Linked DNA regions of Hordeum vulgare: region 1 is linked to region 2. The links are chromatin contacts, called in public Hi-C maps. All regions are on one chromosome and are shown on one strand. Each heading gives the region's core, a stretch centred on a gene start, on an enhancer-like site or on the middle of the called end of the contact. The rest is flanking DNA. Distances are from core to core; before and after follow the strand shown. Region 1 has its middle 3.5 kb from the start of LOC123430201. Region 2 has its middle 230 kb from the start of LOC123426527.

Region 1 (6,998 bases), core at 2,995-5,494, 680 kb after region 2:
CATAGCTCATACCTTTCACCGGAGAAGCCTTCAAGACGTTCCCATCTGGAAAATACAGAGCCCGGAGAACTGTAGCACAAAGGGATTCCGACGCTTGAATGAGACGCCAAACTTGCTTCGCTAACATAGCAAGATTGAAAATATGCAGATCGCCAAAGCCTAGCCCCCCTTCCTCCTTATGTTTCATCATTTTCTCCCAAGAGACCCAATGCATAGCACGATCTTTATCATTCTGTGACCATCAATACCGGCATATCATCAGACTAATACTATCACATAGGCCCTTTGTTAAATCAAAGCACGCCATAGCATAAGTCGGTATCGCCTGTGCTACTGCTTTAAGCAAAATCTCCTTACCGGCCTTCGATAGACACTTCTCCCTCCACCCTTGTAGTCTCTTCCAAATCCTCTCCTTCAAGTATTCAAAGCATTTGATTTTATTACGACCAACATATGATGGCAACCCAAGATATTTGCCACCAAACGTTTCAGATGAGAGACCCAAACCAGCAAGGATAGCTTCTTTCACATGGCGTTTTGTATTTCGGTTGAAAAGGATGGATGATTTATCACGGTTGATAACCTGTCCGGAACATGCTTCATAACATTGAAGAATATCATTTATTTTTGTTGCACTATTTTCACCAGCTTCTAACAGCAGCAATGAATCATCGGCAAACAAAAGGTGGGACACCGATGGTGCAGCATTCGCCAATCTGATTCCCTTGAGTTCCCCCACACTCTCAGCATGATGGAGCATAGCTCTAAACCCCTCTGCACAAAGAAGAAACAGGTATGGGGATATAGGATCACCCTGCCGTAATTAATTGCACAAAGAAGAAAGCTGACCATTAATCTTAAACTTGTACTTCACTGTTTGCACACATTTCATAATTAATTGCACGAACACCTCACTGAATCCCATCTTCCTCATAATACCTTGTAAGAATGGCCACTCAACACGGTCATAGGCTTTGCTCATGTCAAGTTTGAGAGCCATATAACCAGTTCTCCCTGATCTTTTCCTCCTAATAAAATGAGACATCTCATATGCAAGAATAGTGTTATCAGAGATCAATCTCCCTGGAACAAAAGCACTTTGGGTTGGAGAAATGATCTCCCCCAATATACTTTTAAGGCGGTTGGCCAGAACTTTAGACACGAGCTTGTAGACAACGTTGCAAAGGCTAATAGGGCGCAAGTCAGGATTCTGCACCTTCGTGATGAGTTATTTTTAATATACTAATATCAGAAACGATTTTATATTTAAAAACGGAGGGAGTAATAACTGACATGCTCTAGTCATGAAAAAACACACATGTCATGTGCTGCTCATTTGTTTCTGTCTCTTATGCCGGGCTTTGTGCGCTCTTGTGCTGGAAGATATATACTCCTATCCTGTGTCGAAAGAAAATGGAAAGCAGTCTGGGTCGGAAACCCGTTGGTGCACTCCACGGTCCGTACGGCGGCTCTCGTCTCTATCCCTATCGGCAGCCGCATGATGACGTGTCGTGTGCGCAAGCGACGAGCCACATGCTCGTGATACAGCGCTCCACGGTGGCGCCCATGCAAAAAAGCAAGTGTGTTGTCGTGGTAGGTGCAACGGTGGTACGTGCAGGTAGAGTAAGAAGTGGAAGGATGCAAGCGATTCGTACGTAGCGTACGGGTACGCCGGCCGGGTCGGAATCGGATGGTGGCTGCCCGCCTTTCGCTACTCCCCATGCACGCAGACGTAGGAGCGAAAACTCGTGATGCCCCCCCGACCCCCCGCCCCGTCGTTGCTTGCACTGTCTCCCAACTCAACACCTTTGCTTTGGCCTTTCTCGAGTCTTCCCATGTCTGCACCACCCAGCCCACTCCTCTCTGCACTGCACTGCAGCGTCTTCTCTCTCTCTCTCTCTCTCATCGACCGAGTATTCTGAAGAGCTGACGTACAGAGACGTATGGTATGGTCGGTATGGTCGAGTAGTCTGATGAGGCAACTCTTGACTTCGGATGGGTCACAGAGAGCTAACACTTTGTTGCACAACATTGATCACTTACATCATCTATGGTGCAAATTCACACGCCCGCGGACACGATTAATCAGTGACATATGGCGTATTCATTTTAAATCCTTACTTTTTCGTTCGTGCAACTGTATTTTTTATATTTTTTCTTATATGTCCGATCACTTAAATGTGGTTCGTGAAAAAGAAAGAGAATGAAAAGAAGGAATAAAAAAAAGAAAATATGGTTCGGGATGCGGTCGCGTCCTATGTGGCGAACTGGTTGGGCGTGTCCGGACACGTCCGCGAGCCCTCATACCGTCCTCATATTTGAGATGAATATGAGTGGTGTCGGTTAGTCCGGACATTTGAGACGGTACGAGGGATTCGATTTAGTCGATTTTTTGTGACCGATTAATGACCGGACGGGCTATCCCGGCGTTTGAGACGAATTTGAGAGGTCCGGCTGTAAATGCTCTTAGTCACCGATGAGATGAATGAAGTGCTGCGTTGCTGGCTCCAATCTCCGATGTTGAGATTCAGGCAACCCTCTTTCAGGAGAGGTTCTATTCGTTGCTTATTGCGGCAAGGAGTAGTGGTTTCGTACAGGGCGTCGTGCACCCTGTACTGGTCCATTTTGCAGTGGCTTCGCTTCAGAGTAGACACAATTTCAAAAACTACTTGCGATATGCATCAAACCCATAACCTCTCGTTTATGCACATGCCACGCTACCCACCACAACTCGCACGTTCACATGAGATTTACAACGGGGAAATTGAAGAAACTAAAAGCAGAAAAAAATCATGAAATTTCCAAAAAGTATTTTATAAACTTTTTTAGTGTGAAACGTCAACTGTTTTTGAAATTATGAGCAATTTTACAAAACAACATTTTTTAAAATTCTCACCGAATATTTTTTGAGTTGGCGAACAAATTGTGAAAACATGAATAATTTTTTGAATTTATAAACAAATTTCGAAAACATAAAATCTATTGAATTTGTGAACAAATTTAGAAAGCTGGAACATTTTTTGAGATGGTGAACTATTTTAAAACGTGAACAAAATTTCAAAAAGTTGATTTTTTCTTTGAAAATGTAAACAAAATTCGTAAATTTTGTACAAAGACGTGTAGAGTTTAAAAACATTAAAAAAATTCAAATTTCAGATCATTACTGAAAAATGTGAATAATATTTCGAAAAGTGAACAAATTTTGAAAAACACGGGCAAAGGTCTATGAATTCCTATAGAAGAAACATGCACACTGTTTTTAAAGCATGAACAAATTTCAATATCCGATTTTTTTGTAAAGGTGGACAATTTTTTCAAAATAACAACAAATTTACTAAAATTCTGAACAATTTCGAAAAACATGAACGATATTTGAAAAATTTGAAGAATATTTGATAATATGAACAAAATTCCTAAATTCTGAACAAAAACGAGGATTTTTTTTTAAAAACATGAGTTTTTTTTGAAAATGTGAACAAAATTCATTTACTTTATATGAAAACATGAACAAAATTTGAAAACATGAACCGATTTCAAATTTACAAACATTTATGAAAAAGGTGAAGAATTTTTAGAATTCCAGATTATTTTTCGAAAATTTATGAACAAAATTGAAAAACAAGAATAAATTTCAAATTGTGAACAAAATTATAAAATGTGAATATTTTTTGAATCTGTGAACAAATTTTGAAACAGCAAACATTTTTTGAATTATGAACAAATTTTGAAACATGAACAAATTTTGAAACGTGAACAAATTTCAAATTCATGAATAAAACTATAAAATTATTAACATTTTTCGTTAAACCGTAAAAAAAATTCAAAGTGCAAACAAATTTTGAAACATGAACAAAATTATAAAATTATAAATAATTTACAAATTCATGAACAAATTTTTGAACCGTAAACATTTTTTCATTTTGCACAAATTTTGAAACCATAGACATTTTTTGAATTGTGCACAAATTTTGAATTAATTAAAAAACAAAATGGAAACAAAACAAAAACAGAAAAGGAAAAACTGAGAGAAAAGAAAACAGAAATATATGAAAAAGAAAAACGGAAAAAAGAAAAAACCGGTTCAAGGAACCTTCTCGAAGTTTCCCAAAACCAAAAAATCGGCTGGGAACACGGTTTCCAAAACCGGAGGCGTTGGAATGCTTAAACGGGCAAGCCTGTTGCGTCGCTTCTCGGTCGCTCGCGTGTGCGAAGCACCGACAGCTTGACGCAACAAGCGACAAATAGGAGATTCCCTCTTTCAGATGGGTCCAAGGAAGGCGCCTGGGCCGGATGGGCTTCCGGCCTTATTCTACCACTAAGACTGACTGCTGGTACGTAACAATGTTTGTCGGATGGTCAAAGATTTTCTGAAGGGGATGACGGCACCAAAAGCATTTAATGCACTGGTCATTGTTATGATTCCAAAATGTAATTCTTCATAGTTACTATAACAATTTCGACCTACCAGCCTATGTAATGTATTCTATAAGATCGCGACGAAGGTCTTTACAAACCGACTGAAAGGTACATTACATGTTCTCATCTCTGAGGAGAAAAGTGCTTTCATGTATTTACTGATAATGTACTTTTGGCATACGAGTGTGTTCACGCCATTCATAAAAGGAAAAGAATGAAGTCGTTATGTGCGGGTTAAGTTAGACATGATAAAGACATATGATAGAGTGGAATGCTTGTTTTTGCAGCAAATGATGGAACATATTGGCTTTGCACATCGATGGATTTCTACGATCATGAGATGTTTGTTGTATGCCAACTATGGTGTATGTACTAACTCATGGCCGTTACTATGTTGTGTTGCTCTCTACTCTTTCCCTCTTCTTGTTATGTTTTCTCTCTGTCTAATGCGTAAATGGATTGTTTTTCTCAATATTTTCTTTTCCAAAAAGAAATGAAAAGTATAATTTCACCACATTGCCGCGCGGTTGCATGCGAGTTGTAAGGCCCATATTGATTATTGTTCATCACTCCTTTGTCCATACAGGAAAATGTTATGTTGTCGTAGCAACCGCTTCCTCTGCGCCTTCTCAAATTTAATTTTTGATCATCACTTCTTTCTTCATCTCCTTATTTTTATCCCATTTTGCATTTTTTTTCATAATTTTCATTTTATTTTCTCGGTTTTCTTTGTTCTTGTGGTAATTACTTTTACATTTTTTGTATATGTCAACAACATTTTTCTAATACATGTCCAACAATTTTAAAATAAAAATTAAACATTTTTGTAATACACAGTCAACAATTTTTCTATACATATTTTTCAAATGCATTATTAACATTTTCTAAATATAATATTTACATTTATTGAATCCATGGTCAATATTTTTTATACATTTTAATCATTTTTGAAATGCTTAATTAACAGTTTTTAAATAAAAGGTTAATGTTTTTCAGTTCAGGGTCAACATTTTTGTAATACATGATCTACAATTTGTTACAAACGTTAAACATTTTTTGAATACTTAAATAACATTTTAAAAATACTTGATAAATTTATTTTAAGTGATTTTTTTTTGAATAACTGTTTAACTTTTTTGAATGATTGTTCAACATTTTTCCGAATGCTTGATTAACATTTTTCATTTCCTTGTACAACATTTTTTAAATACGTATTCAACATTTTTTAAATGCTTGATTACTATTTTTGAAATAATTATTCGGTATTTTTCAATTATTCATTCAACAAATGTTTTAAATATTTTGGGTGCAGAATAATTTATTTTTCACCCAAGGTAATTTTTCAATTATTTTTTAAATAAATTACATTTGAAATATAAATAATTATATTTATATTGTTTTAATATGTAAAAGTTGGCATAAAAATACAAAAATATAGGTCATAAGACCAAAAAATGCATTTAATGCATATTTTACTATGTTGTTATGTAACATAAAATAATGTTTACAACCATCATATATCTTCCTGCGTTCTTCTTTTATGTATGAAATAAGATAAAATTTATGAAACAAAAAAATATGATGAATTTATATTAAAATAGAGGGGATGAAGAATAACTATTTCTCACCTAGTACTTCATCCAAAGAATTTGTACCAACTAGAAGAAAATGTATCCACAGAATTTTGGACTGCGAGTTCAATGTGCAAACCAATGTTTTAAATTGTGCGCTATGCCAAATAGCGACGAACTTTCAAATCAGCTATAGCGAAGCTATAGCGGACTATAGCAACATATTTGTACATGATTATATTTAACGACACCCTGCTGAAAAGGCTATAGCAAGGCAATAGTAGGGCTATAGCCCGCTATTCAAAACAATGATACAAAACAAAGAAGATGCAAAAAAGAAGAATCAACATGTTGGATAGATTTTCAGAAAGGGCAACGACGCGGGCGCGGTCGCCAGCTAGACCAGCCCAGCTGCCCAGAGTCTTTAGCGAGAGAAAGGCCTCGCCTCGAGGACCTCCTATCTGACGCGCGCAGGAGCTTCTAGTCGGTGCTGCAGGCGACCGTTAGCGATCCAACGCTTGCAACCTTGCTGGCATGAGTCGACCCACTAGCATGCTCATGAGCTGCCCAATTTATTTTTTGTTCTTTTTTTGTTAATCTAGTAGGAAAAAACCTTCCAGATTTTTTATTTGTTATGAAAATAAAAATATGAAATCCAAAAGGTTTATAAATTTAAAGAAATAATTTCATCCAGTTGAAAAAAGTTCATCAATTTTGAAGAAAGTTCATCTACTTGAAAAGGTGCATTGAAATAGATTTTTTTCATCCAATTTGGAAATAGTTCATTAAATTTAAAAAAGATTACTAAATCTGAAATTTTTTCTAAGAAATTAGAAAAAAAGTTCATGTATTTTATAAAAACGTTCATTGAACTGAAAAGAGTTCATAAATCTTAACAAAGTTCATCAATTTTTTACAAAATTCATCCATTTTCAGAAAAAAAAATTAATCAATTTTCAAAAAAGTTCATTGGTATTCAAAAAAGTTCATAGAATTTTCATATTTTAGAAA
Region 2 (6,721 bases), core at 3,246-5,745:
GGTTCGTGTGTTGTGCGCTTTTTTGGGATTTTTAATCCTTATTATTTTTTAATACACGTTTTCAGGTTTGCATGGGTTATTTTCTGGATTCTTTTGACTTTCTTTTTTCTGCTCGGTTTTTCTAGATTTTCAAGAAAACAATTCTAGAAAATAAATTTTTTTTTTGTGAGAGGCACAACTATGTCTCTAAAAATAAGTAAAGGTTACATTTTTTTTCTTTTGCAATATGCATAGATTTGCTTCTCGTGAAGGCTCATTTTTTTATTTTACGAAATGCACGACCATGCCTTCAAAAATGGAAAAACTTGTTTTTTTTGTTTGCGTCAGAGCCCCATGTTTCCTTCCACGTGAGTCATATCTATGCCTTAGAAAACATGTTTTTTTGCTTCCGGGAGAGGCACATATTTGCCTGAAATGAAGGCAGAAGTTCGTTTCCATGAGGATTACGGTTATGCCTCTTGAAAAAAAAAATATTTTTTATTTCTACAAGAGGTACATATTAGCTTCTTGTGGAGGCACATATCTACTTCCGTGAAGTTCATAGATGTGTCTCTTGAAAAGGGAAAAAGGTAAGGGAAAACCGTGCTTCCGGCTTGGGTTTTTTCTTTCATTTTTATTCTTGAAAAAAATCCATCAGAATGTATTAGCATAGAATTTAGTTTCAAAAAACTCAACGCAGGGAATCTAACAATGAAAACAGTTTAGGATTTAGACACACGTTTTAAGAGATAAAATATTTTAAATAAAAGAATCAATCAAAAATGGAAAGTCACTGACAAATCATGCACACGCAATGTATCACTTGTTGCAACCTGAAAAGATGAGAGTGGCTTTTATAAGGAGACCCTTTTAATGATTTCGTTGTTCAATGCCTTAAGCACTGGATACACAACCGCGGACGCCGCTATGTGCCACAAGGATGAAGCCCGGGACACAAGTCCACCAAGGAAATGTCGTCACCACGATATCACTATGTGAACAGACTAATTTCTAAATCCATCATCGACTGCAAGACGTCTCATCGACGAACGATCTGTATCGTTTCTATTTTGCGTCGTTATAGTCGTTGCTATAGCCAAGACGTCGAACGACCAAAACTTGAAAACTAATAGGGTCCTAACCCTATAGCTACACATGCCTCCATGCATGATATTCGACGATCCCCTCACCACCGGCGAAAAAAGGCCGTCAGCGGAGGGGAGCCATTAGAAAATGATGCAGAAAAGCGAGCCACCTAGTGGCGTCGGCTATATCATCTTCCTTTCTTTGAGAAAAAGAAAACAAGTTCATTTTTTGTGTAATTCGGATAAATGATTCATACATTTAAAAGATGTGTGTAATGTTTAATTATTTTTCAAAAAAATTCAAAATGTATTCGGAACATTTTTCCAAAAACAATCTGCACAATGCTAATTTTGAATTTGAAAATGTTAAACATATGTAAAAAATTGAGGAAGTGAGCCTACCGCACTTGGCTAGTGGAGTGGATGTACAAACCAGCCATCCAGGTTCAAGTCTCCAAAAACACGAATTTGGATTCTTATTATTTAAAAAAACTCGTTGTGGATGGTTTTCCTTACAGTTTTTCTTAAAAAAACATGTCTAGAAAAATTCTGAGCCGTACAAAAAAGTAGAAAGACATTAATCATGTATATGGGAAAAGTTAACCATATGTACGAAAAATGTGGCACACATGTGTAGAAAAGGGACAAATACAAAATGTTCACATTTCAATAAAATAATAAAGTATTCAAAGAATGTACGTCACATTTAAACAAATCATCATAACTTTTATATATGTTATCGTGATTTTTTCAAAACAAAATGTACAATTCACTAAAAATATTTACGTAGTGTGTAATAATATTTTTATCGTTCAAAAACGTCTCCACATGTATTTAAAAATAGCACATATTTATATTAAAAATATTAAACATGTATTTGATAAAGTTTAATATACGAAAATCTATTAATATATATGAAAATGTACAACATATATGAAAAAATGGAAGTGTATTAAAAATATAAATCAATGAAAATTTGCAAGGAAAAAATCAAAGAAAACCTATAAGGAAATAAACGAAACAAAAGTATAAAGAAGGAAAAAGGAAAACAGAAAACCTTGAGAATAATAATAAAACCAAAGCATAAAATGCGAGAAAAAGATAAACCAAAAACCAGCAAATAAACAAAAGGCACTGCTGGGCGCCGGTCTGTACCCCCAACCGTTTGATGTGAGCATGTACTACCGTTAGATTAGAGCTTCTCATGTCGTCTTTCTTAGAGCATCTTCAACAGCTGTCAAAAAAACTACTCCGCGCGTTAAAAGATTCGTTTTTTAGCGCCGGACAGGTCCAATAGACACTGCAAAACAGTGCGCTCGCTAAAAACTTTTGGGCACACGCTTAAAAACACTATCGCGCGCAATATTTGGTGCGCCGGCTTGCGCGCGCATCAAACTCTGAGCTGCTGTAGGTGGGGCCGCTGGACCGGACTAGATCGGGCGCTGCACTAGTGCGCTTCTTTGGAAGATGCTCCGGATCGTGCGCTTTAAAAGTGCTACAGTGGTGCGCTAGAAAAATTATAGTGGCATGAACGAGTGAACGACTAACCTCGAAGCACCGCCTCCCAGGTTGTCGGTTCGCCGTCTGCGATGCCGGTCGTTGCCCTCGCCGGCGGTCACTGCCATGGATGTAGCTACACCTCCTACACTCGCCATGGATGGATTCCTGTGCTCGCTGTCCGCGCACGCTATGGACACCGTCTTCAGCCTTCGCTTTGCGTCACCGCTCACGCCCGCCGTCGGAATGCTACTCAAGGTCGACTCCTCCGATCGCCTGCTCCCCCACGGCGGCGCGCGCCACGCTCCCCGCCGGCTGTAGCTTTTACAGGTGCCGACTGCAGCCATTATAGCAAAAGTCGATACCGGTCGTAACAAAAATCGATACCGTTGTAGCAAAAAAAATCATTGGATGAAGGTGGCTACAACTCCGACGGACTCGGATTACAACTCTGACGAACATGGATGCAGCTTTTTTAGTGGATGATTATTGCAAAAATCGACAACTGTTGTAGCAGAAATCGATACCGGTTGTAGCAAAAGAATCCGACAAACTCGGGTTGCAACTCTGACGAACGTGAATGCATCTTTTTTAGTGGACAGTTATAGCAACAATCGACATCGGTTGTAAAAAATCGACATCGGTTGTAGTAAAAAAATCATCGGACTTGAATTGCAACTCTGACAAACATGAATGAAGCTTTTTAATGAACGATGTAATAAAATTTGACATTGATTGTAGCAAAAAATCACTAAGACGGCCAACGCACAATAAAATTAACCTTAATCCTATCACGCGCACTAGGCCGACCGAACCGTTCGAACGACCGGCTGCCCCAAACATTTCCCATAAACAAATAGCCAAAAAAGAAAAAAAGAAAAAGAGGAACTCTACTGACAACTACGAGCCACTGCCACAAGAATGCGAAGTACCGGCGCTGCAAAGTGGGTCGGTCGGCCTCTGTCGCCCGCAGGCGATTGCTGTTAGGAATCTACTAGCAAAAGAGCCCGTGCGTTGCAACAGAAGAGAAAATAACATACGCTCTGAACGTAACATGGCATCACATTTGTGTTGCTGACGATGGCCTTAGTGTTCACACAACGAAAACGCGTTTGAATGTATAGTCACTCGGAATAAGATGAGAAATATATTGTTTCTCCCCACGAGGTTTTCCAAAGGTGTGCATGTGTGGTTAACGATGTTTTCTTTCCTCTCAATTTGGTTTTAGTTTAATGAATGTTTATTGCAATTCGTATCGTCGTCGAAAATAGAGAAAAAAATGACCGTGCACTACAGATTAAGTTTGCACCAAAAATAATATTTAAGAAGTATTCAACAGTTAAAAATAACATCCTATTTAAATTCTACACATTTTTTAATCAAATTTCATATATAACATATAAAGAAGGTATAGTATCCGATAGGAATGAACATCCCATATAATGCCAATAATTGTTATTGCGAGAGCATCAAATAATCATATTTACGGCATTTAAATGAGTATGAAACATAAACAATAGACATTTTCAGAATACCACATATAAAGAAGGTATTAAAATATTAATTAAGGTTGCAACCAAAACATAATTATAAAAATATGTTAGATTTGAATTCTTGGTTTAAATAATATGAATATTTCGAAAAACATTTTGAATCTGCTCCTACACCCACAAAAAATTAAAGAGAAAAGAAGGCAAAAATAAAAAAGCTAAAACATTTTGAATCTGCTCCTACACCCATCAAAAAATAGAAGAGAAAAGAGGGCAGAAATAAAAAAGCTAAAACATTTTGAATCTGCTCTTACACCCATCAAAAAATCAAAGAGAAAAGAGGGCAAAATAAAATGCATGGATGCGATTCGAACCCAGGCTGCCTGGCTAGAGGCGCACTAGTTGAACCACCAGGACACCTTTGTAGTCGTGATAATATTTAGGATTGCCTGCTCTTAACCAACCCAAACAGCCGGTGTAAACAAACGAACCGTTTTTCTCACTTGCGGGTGGCATAGTGGGTAATTATTTGCAACTTCAGGGGTATATATTATGACGTACGGCAGAAGCAATATCTCCTTTATTATTAGGAAAAGATACGGGCGATATATAGCCCCGACAAAGAGCCGATGCCCATTCACTAACGGGCCGCAGCCGAATATATTTGGGCATTTTCTATTTGGTGCCACATGCGTTAGTTAATGTTCATTTTTGTTAACTTGCGCATGTGGCTTTCGTAAATGGAAGGTCCATCTAGGCGCTGGTTAACATTTGTTTTTTAAAGTTCTATGAACATTTTATATGTGAATGGACTTTTTAAAATATTCAATGTATATTTTTTTAAGATTGATGTACTTTTTTCTAAAAATCGACGAACATTTTCTAAAATATTAAAATTCGATGATCTTTTCTGAATATTAAATAACTTTTTTGAAATTTTATGTACATCGTTTTGAAAATGGATGATTTTTTATCAAATTGATGAACTTTATAAAGATTTTTTTAAGTTCAATGAAATTTTTAAAAAATACATGAACGAAACTCTATGAGATTTTTTCAAATTTTATGAACTTTCTAAATATTAATGAACTTTTTCTAAATTGGATGATTTTTTTTCTTAGTTCTAATCAAGTTTTTTTTTCAAATCGGACTTTTTCCAATATTAATGAACCTTTTTTAAGCTATACTCCCTCCATCCCAAAATAAGTGTCGCAAATTTAGTACTAAATAAGTTGGTAAAATTTAGTACTAAAACAACGACACTTATTTTGAGATGAAAGGAGTATTTCTTTTCAAATGAATGAACCTTTTTTTAATCTGTAAACCTTTTTTGATTTCATGTTATTATTTTCGTAACAAATAGAAAATCTGGACGTTTCTGGTCAGCACGCTAGTAGGCCGGCCCATACTAGCAACCCTCTAAGCGCCGGATCATTGGCCGGCGTGTTCAGCGCTGCATAGGAGCTCCCGTACATTTGTCTCACTCAAAATACGGTTTGCTACCGTCATGGCTGCATTCGGTCGTCTGGCTTTAGTTACGTTTCACTCAAAATAAAAGGGTGCGGTTACGTGGTGGAAGACACGATTTGTCTTCTCTCATGAAAAATATTGGTACAACAAAAATGATTGGATGCCAAAAAATACTCAAGAATTTGAAAATAAGTTCATGAATACGATAAAAGATTGTGAATTCGAAGCAAGAACACAAATTGATTTTTTCATGAATTTTTAAATGTGCATGGATTTGGAAAATAGTTCAAAAATTCCGAAGAAAGTTCACAGATTTGAAAAGGTTTGTTATATTTATGAGTTTAAAATATGTTCGTGGATTTTAAAAAAGTTTATTGTATTTTAGAAATATTAGCAAATTGAAAAAAAGTTTGCAACTTTTAGTAGAGTACGTGAATTTGATTTTTTCATAAATTCGAAAATATTTCATGAGGTTGAATCAAAAGTTCACATATTTGAAAGAGCTCACATATGAAAACTTTCATGAAATTTAAAAAGTTCAAGGATTTGAAATAAATGGATAAACTTTTAAAAAGTTCACGAACTAAGTTCATGGCTTTTAAAATGTTCATGAATTTGGAAGAGTTCAGAAATAAAGGATGTTCAAAAAACTGCAAAAGAATTCAAGAATTCAAGAAAGTGCATGAATTTGAAAAAACGTTTGCAAATTTGAAAAAAAAAACTTCCTGAATTTAGGAAAACTTTGGTAATTTTTAAAAAGTTCATGATTTTAAAAAAGGCACAAATTTCACAAATGAGTTAATAGTTTTGAGATTGTGACCTTATTTGGAGCTCCAGTAAATATATTCTGGGGCAGTTTCATTAGCTTAACCCTGTCAAATCTACTTCGATGTAGTTTTACACAGGAGTTGCAGCTCTACCAAAGAGCAGTTTATCATATTTGCCTTTCAGCTAGCTACAATTGCAAGAATGAGAACTTTGATGAAAATGATCTATCAGATTGAATGACGAAAAAAAGGATATCCACTTATTGATGCGAGTGGTTGGTAATTTTATTCCAATTCTAACTTCTAGAGTTTTAGGAGCATCCCTTGAAGAACTTCACCGAAAATAACGAGTTGCACTTTATATTTTAATTTTTGTGCGCAGCGGCATATGATGATCTCGCTTCATTTGGCTTGCAACTCTTTAGAGCGGACT

Evidence for each region. Hi-C and Micro-C count contacts between places; a contact is called where the count stands out from the background.
Region 1: a Hi-C map of leaf shows a contact between it and region 2, with 4 times the contacts expected there. The contact joins two enhancer-like sites. A contact is called at or near these places in 3 of 6 Hi-C or Micro-C datasets (leaf and seedling).

Annotation. Positions count from the first base shown.
Region 1 is chr2H:430,476,262-430,483,259 of MorexV3_pseudomolecules_assembly, forward strand. No RefSeq gene overlaps it. Among protein-coding and RNA genes, the nearest start is that of LOC123430201, 3.5 kb to the left of the region's middle. Within about 2 kb of position 4,245, at least 3 of the 3 cell types and tissues checked have open chromatin away from gene starts, as enhancers often do. A contact at or near this core is called in leaf, where this site is marked.
Region 2 is chr2H:429,798,221-429,804,941 of MorexV3_pseudomolecules_assembly, forward strand. No RefSeq gene overlaps it. Among protein-coding and RNA genes, the nearest start is that of LOC123426527, 230 kb to the left of the region's middle. Within about 2 kb of position 4,496, at least 2 of the 3 cell types and tissues checked have open chromatin away from gene starts, as enhancers often do. A contact at or near this core is called in leaf, where this site is marked.